2 separate regions of the Rattus norvegicus genome follow, and region 2 is linked to region 1. A link is a contact called in public Hi-C data. All regions are on one chromosome and are shown on one strand. The core of a region is the stretch at or near the end of the contact, and the rest is flanking DNA. Distances in the headings are between cores, read along the strand shown. Region 1 holds the start of Il6 (interleukin 6). Region 2 overlaps LOC120102202 (a long non-coding RNA gene).

Region 1 (4,282 bases), core at 830-3,329:
AAGAGGAGAACAAAGACTTGAAACATTTGGCTCCTGATGGACGTAGATTGAGTGATGTAAACTTTCCCTCACCCTAGCAGCCACTGAGGTGCCTCTCAATCTCCTTTTGTATGCAAGCTCCTGTAGGCCAGTTACATCCAAGTGGTGTTGGATGTACTTCCCCATCTTTGTTACCTGACTGAGACTGTATATATGCAGGTATCAATGCAAGAGAGAACATTGGCTGAAGAATTGCTGGAAGTAAATGTGACAAGTTCCTACCTGGTTATATCCAGTTTGGAAGCATCCATCATTTCTTTGTATTTCTGGAAGTTTCAGATTGTTTTCTGACAGTGCATCATCGCTGTTCATACAATCAGAATTGCCATTGCACAACTGCAAAAGATTACCAGAATGAGCACTTAAGTACTCCTACAACAAACACCACTAGAGGGCCAAGTCATGCTCTTCCATAGCCAGGACACATTAAGAAAAGGGAAGCTACACCTTCTTAGAACCTTACTAAGCAGCCCAATAAATAAAAAGGGTCCCTTAGGCTCAGTCCCAGGCTCTCTTTTGACTACAAGCTTTGTACTCTTACTTAGGTATTGCCTATGTTTAAATAAAGACTTATTGAAGTCCCTCTTATACATTTATTTCAACGATTCGATGATAAAACTGCCCAGCATAGAGTAGGAGCTTAGTAAAGGACAGAAATTGTGATGATATTTTGGGGCAAATAAATTTAAGTCAGAGAATATTCCATCTGGAAGGGTCTGTGCCATCATCTCTAACTCCATAATTAGAGTACTAAATAAATTGGGAATCTTCCCAAGATTAAAAAGTTGATTCTACACACCCAGACCTAGAGAATAGGCTATTAATCTTGACTGTGTTTTTTTTTTCTTTCTGTCAAGCGGAGTCAAAATACTTTGCATTTAAAGATGTGAGATATTTTAATCTAGGTAGGGTTGGTTGGTTGGTTGGTTGGTTGGTTGGTTGGTTTTGGGTTTTTTGTTTTCTTATTTTGTTTTGTTTTTGAGAAAGGATCTCCCAATGTAGTCCTGGGTATCCTGGAACTCAATATGTAGACTGAGCTTTCCTCTAACTCACAAAAATCTTCCTGCTTGTGCCTCCCAAGTGCTGGGAGGTATCCACCATTATGCCCAGCCTTATCTATTTTTTTTTATGTTAGTACTTTATTAGGCTCTATACAATATGCATCTTAGCTGGGCTGACCCTGGAGCATCCTGATTACACACACACACACACACACACACACACACAGCTTACTACATTCAGCCAAAAAGCACTTTCTGGTCCTTGTAGAGTTCAAAGGACAAATGAAGGCCAAGAGATCTTACTCTTTGATAAAGAAAAAGGAATCCCTACCCAAGAAACAACAACTAAATTGGAACTGAGAATGGTCCACTGTGAATTTTCTAGAAATGCAGTTCACATTCTGTATCTTCCAGACAGGGAAGGAACCACACACACACAACTCCCACCCAAAACCAGCAAAGAGAAGAGAGAGAGAGAATACAAGTCTAGTCTGATCTTTAGCTTCAAATCCAAAGGGCTCTAGAACCCAGCAGAGAATTCCCAATTCAGGAGCAAAGAGAATGAATGGATGCCCACATTGGGCCGTCATCACTTTCACAGCCTACCCACCTCTTTTCTCATTTCCAAGATCTCCCTGAGAACATATGTAATTAAGCCTCCGACTTGTGAAGTGGTATATACTGGTCTGTTGTGGGTGGTATCCTCTGTGAAGTCTCCTCTCCGGACTTGTGAAGTAGGGAAGGCAGTGGCTGTCAACAACATCAGTCCCAAGAAGGCAACTGGCTGGAAGTCTCCTGCGTGGAGGAAAGGGAAAGAAGCAAATGAGAAAATAGCCCAGCTGGGCGCCTGATGCTGGCTGCTGGCTGCTAGCCAACCCACTTGGCTGGCTCCCTGCCTCACACTCCTCTCACAGTCTCAATAGCTCCGCCAGAGGGCGAGAAACTGCCTTCACTTACTTGCGGAGAGAAACTTCATAGCTGTTCCTGAAGGGCAGATGGAGTTGACTTTCGTTCCTGGTGGGCTCGAGACAGAATGAGCTACAGACATCCCCAGTCTCATATTTATTGGGAGTCGACTCTCTACTTTTGAGACTCATGGGAAAATCCCACATTTGATAAAAATCTTTGTTGGAGGGTGGGGGTGGGGCCAGAGTGGGTGGGGCTGATTGGAAACCTTATTAAGATTGCACAATGTGACGTCATTTAGCATCCAAAGAATCACAGCTAGGAGGGGGAAAGTGTGTTTAAGTCATCCTTGAGGCTATCCTTAAGAAGCCTGATCACTCTTTTTCTTTCTTTAAAAGTGACTCAGCACTTGAGCACTTGATAGGGGGAAAAACTGAAATGCACAATGTTTTATAAGGAGAAAGTGAAGCTAAAGCTGATGTTATTTAAACACATGTGCGCACACACAAACACTCATGAATTAATAAGAGGCCAGGATTTACTCTTCTAATTTTTTCATGTCTGTGAGAATCTAAAGATGTTCTGACCTAAGTTTCTTCAGATCATACAAAGACACACACTCCCACTCCCACTCCACCCCCAGCACCTGACCTGGAGTCACACAGACAGTAGTGATGCCTGCTGCATATTGCTTGTTCTTCCTGCATGTTATCAGGACCAGCTGCTTCTAATGGTTTGTTCACCTCCAAATTTTGTGCAGTTGTTTCCAGGAGTTGCCAGGTGGGCTACTATGGAGTGAAGAACAGAAATATCTTCTGTCATCAAGCACTCCTGGTTTCCTCTCAAGTCCAAGTCCACTTTCTGATTTCTCCCTAGTGGTCTCTTGGCCATCTTACTAGTAAGACTTTTAGTTTCTGTAATAGAGTTGCCTTATTTGTTAGTGCTGATCCCACTGCTGCCAGAACATCCCCAAAACATTTCCAGGTCATGCAAGGAGACTTGAAGGTTTGTTGCAGTCCTTACGTTTATTCAGGGTTTACAGCAAAGAAGGACCTCGTTGTATCGTAGCTAGATGTTTGAAGCTCCCTTTAACTGGGTGACAGGATTTGAATCTAAAGGTGGCATGTCTCACTCAGAATGACCCTTCTAATGTCCGAGACTTCTAGGCTGGGTCAAGCTTAAACAGACTTCTTCCCTTTGTTCAATTTATTTTACAGATTAGTCCCTGGTTTTCTGTCCACCTGTCTCCAGATACCTAGATAGCACTCAAAATGATTACAGGCTGAAAGTAGGCTCTGTATATAAACCCAAAACTATTTACAAATCAGACTCTTAGCATCGAAATCAGTTTCTTCACTTTGCAGATTGCCTTAAGACTCTGAAAGCAATGACTGTTGCTGGGACAGTTAAAATATGGGTGGACTCTTGTTTGTGTACATAAACGAGAAACTGCCTATTGAAGAAGTGAGGTTTCCCATTCTTTCACTGTGTGAGGCACTAGTCCTCACATAGGTTCTAGGGGATTGTAGTTGAAAATGGAAATGGGGGAGAGAAAGCAGGATGGTTTTACTTTTAGTGCCCTTGGACCTTAAAATGGCAGCTGAAATAGCCTGGAACTCAGTATGTCTCTACTTCCCCTACTCCCTGCCATGTGTTCTCTCAGGTCTCTAAGGTATAGAGTTTCTTTTCTCCACTTAACAATTTTTAAATGACTCAATAAGCTTGACTGTTAGACTAACTACAACATTCAAATTTCTGTTTTCAATTTTTAAAAAAATGCTCTTTAAGTAGGAGCCATGCATCCATGATAAAATGTTCAAACAAGACAACAGAGGAAAGTAATGGTCCTACAAGTGGTGCCTAAACCCCAGTAGTTTCGGTGGAACTCTTGTCAGCTTCATCTGGAAGAGGTTTTCTCAGCTCATATATTTATACATATACATTTCACACATATATGTGTGTAAAATGCATGTTTATACATAGAGATACACACTGTATGTTAATGGTCTGGATGATGTCTATATCGCTTTTCATGGAGGTGGGGGGTGGGGGCAGGGTACATGTGGAGACGATAGCCTTTTGAGTAATAATTTGGGTTAGAAGTCCAATGCCACCATTTGCTAGCTGTTTATTAGTGGCTAAATTAGCCCAAGATCTGTGTTCTTGTTTATTTACTCTTTAACAGGAAAATAATACTAGGTCATCATACAGAGCTGCCGTAAAGATAACTAAGAAAGAGTAAGCACCAACTCTACTATTTTTAAGAGCTGGAACTTCTCCCTCAGGGAGCTTTTCTGGCATAACTATCAGTTCACCTGGGACCTTGCTTGTGAAGT
Region 2 (4,282 bases), core at 721-3,220, 200 kb after region 1:
ACAGGAGAGTTTTGAGTTCAAGGCCAGCCTAGGCAACATACAAGATTCTGTCTCAAGAACAACAGTAACAAAAAATAAGTTAGAAGATGGCAGTATAAAGAGAACATGAGGCAGTAGCTGAACATGTGGATTGTAGCTGAAAGAGGTCAGACTAGCCAGGGCTGTTGCCTGAGCAGTACATGGAAGGCTGTGAGGACTTTACAATGCAGAGGACAGTAGTAATGGAGGTGCTGAAACAAGCTGATCATGAACATATTTCAAACTCCACAGATGTGCTGATTGGTGAGGTGGATGTCAGAGGAGGGGCATCCAGGCAGCTCAGTGGTCCATGGGCATCAACTAAGGATGGAGATGTGAGAGACTTCTTTGAGAGGGTTTAGATCTAGTAGGTTAAGGAAGCTGTTAGGTAAGACTCCCAACAATGGGAGTGAGGGTTGCCATGTCCAGCCATGATATAAGGGTTTTTAGCCAGTCTTCTTTTATCTTATTAGGGCATGTTCAGTGCTTCTTTTTGGTGAGAGGGAGGGAAGAGTTGATCTGGCATATAGGAGATGTGGGGGAAGGGACCAGGAGGAGTGGAGGGAGGGGAAGCTATGAACAGGATGTAATTTATAAGACAAGGATAAAAGTTTTAAAAAGAGGCTGTTAGACATTAAGGTAGAGAGGGAAAGTCAACTTAGAAATGTGGGCTGGTTTATAAAAGAGAAGTCTAGGCCAGGAATCCTTGAAACATGAGTGCTAGGGAAATTGCAAGAAAAGATGGTTTCTTAGTTAGGATTTCCGCTGTGAAGAGACACCATGACTAAGGCCACTCCTATAGGGAACAACATTTAATTGGGGCTGGCTTACAGTTTCTGAGGTTCAGTCCATTATCATCATGGCAGGAGGTATAACTGTGCAGGCAGACATGGTGCTGGAAGAACTGAGAGTTCTAAATCTTGATCCCAAGGCAACCAGGATGTCTTCCAGTGTCTCTGTTCCACACTGGGCAGAGTTTAAGCATAAGACCTCAAAACCCTCCCCCACAGTGAAGCACTTCCTCCAACAAGGCGGCAATGTCGAATAGTACAACTTCCCATTAGCCAAGTATATTCAAACCACCACAGATAAGGTGAGGCAGAGTAAAAAAGAAGGTTGAAGAGGCAGCAAAAGGGCCAGGAGCAGCTTCTGCAGAGGAGGAAAGTGGTAGAAATGTACATCAGTGAAGAGGCCTGGGGGCTCTTGCTTTTCCACCGGAACAGGAACACCCAAGTGAGAGTCGTGTCAGTTTTTCTCCAGTAGTCAGGAGTTAGGAATGGGAGTTAGACAGACAGTTTTAAGGGCCAGAAACTGCAGCAACTGCAGCTTCCATTGCTGCTTTTTTTTCCCCTCTGCCACTTGCTTTGACAATTTACATCAGAGAGTTTGAAAGAATGAAAGCTCTGAGCCCAGAGGTCACCAGAGGAGCAGTTAGTCATTAGCCCACTTCTTTACCTCCTGTCCACTTGATGTTTCTAGCCAGGTTAACAAAACAACCCTGACCTCCAAGCCTCCAGATGCACATCCATCTTCCTTGAACAAGCCCTTCCTCTAGTATAGACTGTATTGTTAATTTTCATTTTCCTAATTTTATAGAGACAAAGACATAAGGAGCCTTGTATTTTTGCAATTAAAACCCAAGTTGTCCTATATACACAAGCATCTTCACCTTGTTGTACCTCCAAAGTGTGTTCTTCAGCCCTGCAGTCACAGGAGCTGGCCCTCACAAAGAACTAACACTGCCCATTCTTAAAATGGACCTACCACTTTTTTTTTGGTCTCATTCTGGCTACTCTCCCTTCTTTGGAGTGGATCCCAGAAGAATCAGGTTTAGCTGCGTCATGGTGCAGAAATGAAACACAGAGAAAACAGAGTCTGTATTCTGTGCAGACACTGGCAGAAAACAGGAAATCATCTGAAGACTTCAGCCACTGGGTCTACAAGGTCAAGCCACAGTGAGCTGGGTGGGTGGGCGGAGCAAAGCTCTGAGTGTGAGCTCTGGAGTGCTGAGCCTGTGTGTGGAGAGGAAGCTGACAAGAGCTCCAGCCCATCGTCATCCAACATTCACAACATGACTCATTATTTTGCTTCTTCACGAGTTAATAAACAGATTGGAGAAACCAGACACAGCCTGAGAATGGGGTGTCTGGGAATGGATTGTACAGCACTGAAGGTACAGCACCAACTGTTGAGTCAGACTGGCTGGGCTTCAACCCTACGCCTGACCAATTTTTCTGTAAGGCCCTGCCTCACTGCCTGTAATCCAGACATTTCCTCCAAAGAGGACATGGTGGTATGCAGCTGTGAGGGTCCTTGATGAACTGTGGACAAGAGCTCATTCTGTAGTGGGCCAGTTCCAGATACTTCAGTCTGGACTCCACATACTGGAAGGTCATTATTGTGTTCGTTGTATGTGGGAAATGTGGTCTAAATGTGTTTCATACTGAGGCTGAAGGGAATAGTTACTTCTGCAGAAGATGGAGGTGACTGTATCACATTCAAGCAAATATTCACAAATCGTTACACTTTTCCCCTCATGCTGGGAAGTAGGTTCAGTTAGGGCTTCACTGAGACCTCAACCACTGGAGCTTGTGCTGTGTAATCCAGATACCAGTCATTCAGACTGTAAGGAATTTCTCTCTCTCTCTCTCTCTCTCTCTCTCTCTCTCTCTCTCTCTCTCTCTCTGTGTGTGTGTGTGTGTGTGTGTGTGTGTGTGTGTGTGTGTGTGTGTGTGTGTGTGTGTGTTGGGGTCATTGGGTCACTGTAATGAGAGAAGGAATTTCCCTCATAGACATACTCCAACAGTGAAAATTGAGGTGACTTCATTATCATCACTGAGCTGTAGAAGGCCACCTCAGGGAGGAGCACATTTAGGAAGAAGTTCCACAGTCTCTAGATTCTCTTATTAGTTATAAATGAACTCTCCCCCATTGTCCATGCCCCAGGAAAAATAGATTCAACTGTAGTCAGTCCCACTTGCTTCAGGGCCTACTGTGTCCCCTCAGACCTGGAACATCCCACTACTCTTAGCTACAGTGTTCCCACTCCAGTGTTCCCATCCCAGCTTCTTGGCTCTATCCTTCTGTCACCAAAGCCAATCCCTGCCCAGAGGGAGTAGGGGAGAGACCTGGGGCCCAGCTTCCTCCACTATGTAAGCCCTGCCTCAATCAGAGCTACCACTGAGGAAATGGGAAGGGCATTGTCTTCCCTTCCCAAGACCCAGGTTTTAGCACTGAATGGAGATTCCCCAGAAAGAGACAAAGTCTTAGTGTGATGACATCAAGCCCCAAATTCAGGCCTTGAAAGGAGATCATTAGAATGAGTAAGTACAACTAGGCAGGAAAATCGGGGAGTGGGGAGAACCAGGGGATCCTTGGTTTCAAATTCTTAGCTGGCCTCATCCTGGGCAGTTCTGTTGCTTGTAAGACAATCTTTGCCCCAACTGGCAGAGTGCTGTGGGAGAGGCTGTGGCACCTGTCTGAAGATTATTCAACCTACCTCAGGTACTTTAAAAGACATTTCCCTGAAGTCCCCCACCCCAACACTTCTTCAAAGACCCAGGAAACAGAAACTACACTTCATGATGCTGGGACTTTGGGTGGATCCTTTCACACCCCAGACCTACATTGTCCACAAACATCCATTAGGTTTAAGTGGATGAAGACACAAGTCATAGGATGCAACATAGCAAGGAGGTATGATGAAAAAGGTTAGAGATTTAGTGCAAAAGAAAAAAACAACATTAAAACAAAAAGCAGAATGCACTCTGGGAGATATAAAGATTCTATGAGTGGATGCCAGGACCCAATGCATGAACCATATAAACAAGGATAAGCCAACCTCCCAAGCTCTACTGTAAGGTGAAAGGCAAAGCAGAACCTCAGAAACCACTCAGGGAATTCACTGGGTCCAAACCTGAACCAATAAGTCTGCAGAGGCTATGGGTGAAACTCAGTTGGTAAAATGCCTCCACAGCTTATACAAAATGCTGGGTTTGATCCCCAGCACCACACTACAATATCTGGTGCCTCACACCTTTAATTCCAACACTCTCAAATTAGAAGCAGGAGAATCCAGAACTCAAGGTCTTCCTTAGCTTCATAGAGAATTAAAGACCACCAGGGCTATCTAAGAGTCATCTCAACCTAGCAGTGGTGCCGTATGCCTTTAACCCCAACACTTGGGAGACAGAGGCAAATGGATCCATTCTTCTGTGACTTCAAGACAGCCAGGACTACACAGAGAAACGTTGTCTCAAAAAAA

What was found. A called contact is a pair of places that touch in the nucleus more often than the background predicts.
Region 2: a contact with region 1 is called in a Hi-C map of the A7r5 cell line, with 5 times the contacts expected there. The contact joins the enhancer-like site here to the promoter of Il6 in region 1. A contact is called at or near these places in 4 of 12 Hi-C or Micro-C datasets (the A7r5 cell line, the Rat2 cell line, kidney and 1 more).

What each region holds. Positions count from the first base shown.
Region 1 is chr4:5,892,496-5,896,777 of GRCr8, forward strand. Il6 (interleukin 6) reads right to left here and starts at 2,080. Exons shown (of 5, transcript NM_012589.2): 1 at 1,998-2,080; 2 at 1,651-1,835; 3 at 262-375. The coding sequence starts at 2,016.
Region 2 is chr4:6,096,656-6,100,937 of GRCr8, forward strand. The region is part of intron 1 of LOC120102202 (a long non-coding RNA gene); the gene reads left to right. It also overlaps a transcript of Dnajb6 not described here. Among named protein-coding and RNA genes, the nearest start is that of Dnajb6, 130 kb to the right of the region's middle. Within about 2 kb of position 1,971, at least 55 of the 93 cell types and tissues checked have an H3K27ac peak or open chromatin away from gene starts, as enhancers often do. A contact at or near this core is called in the A7r5 cell line, where this site is marked.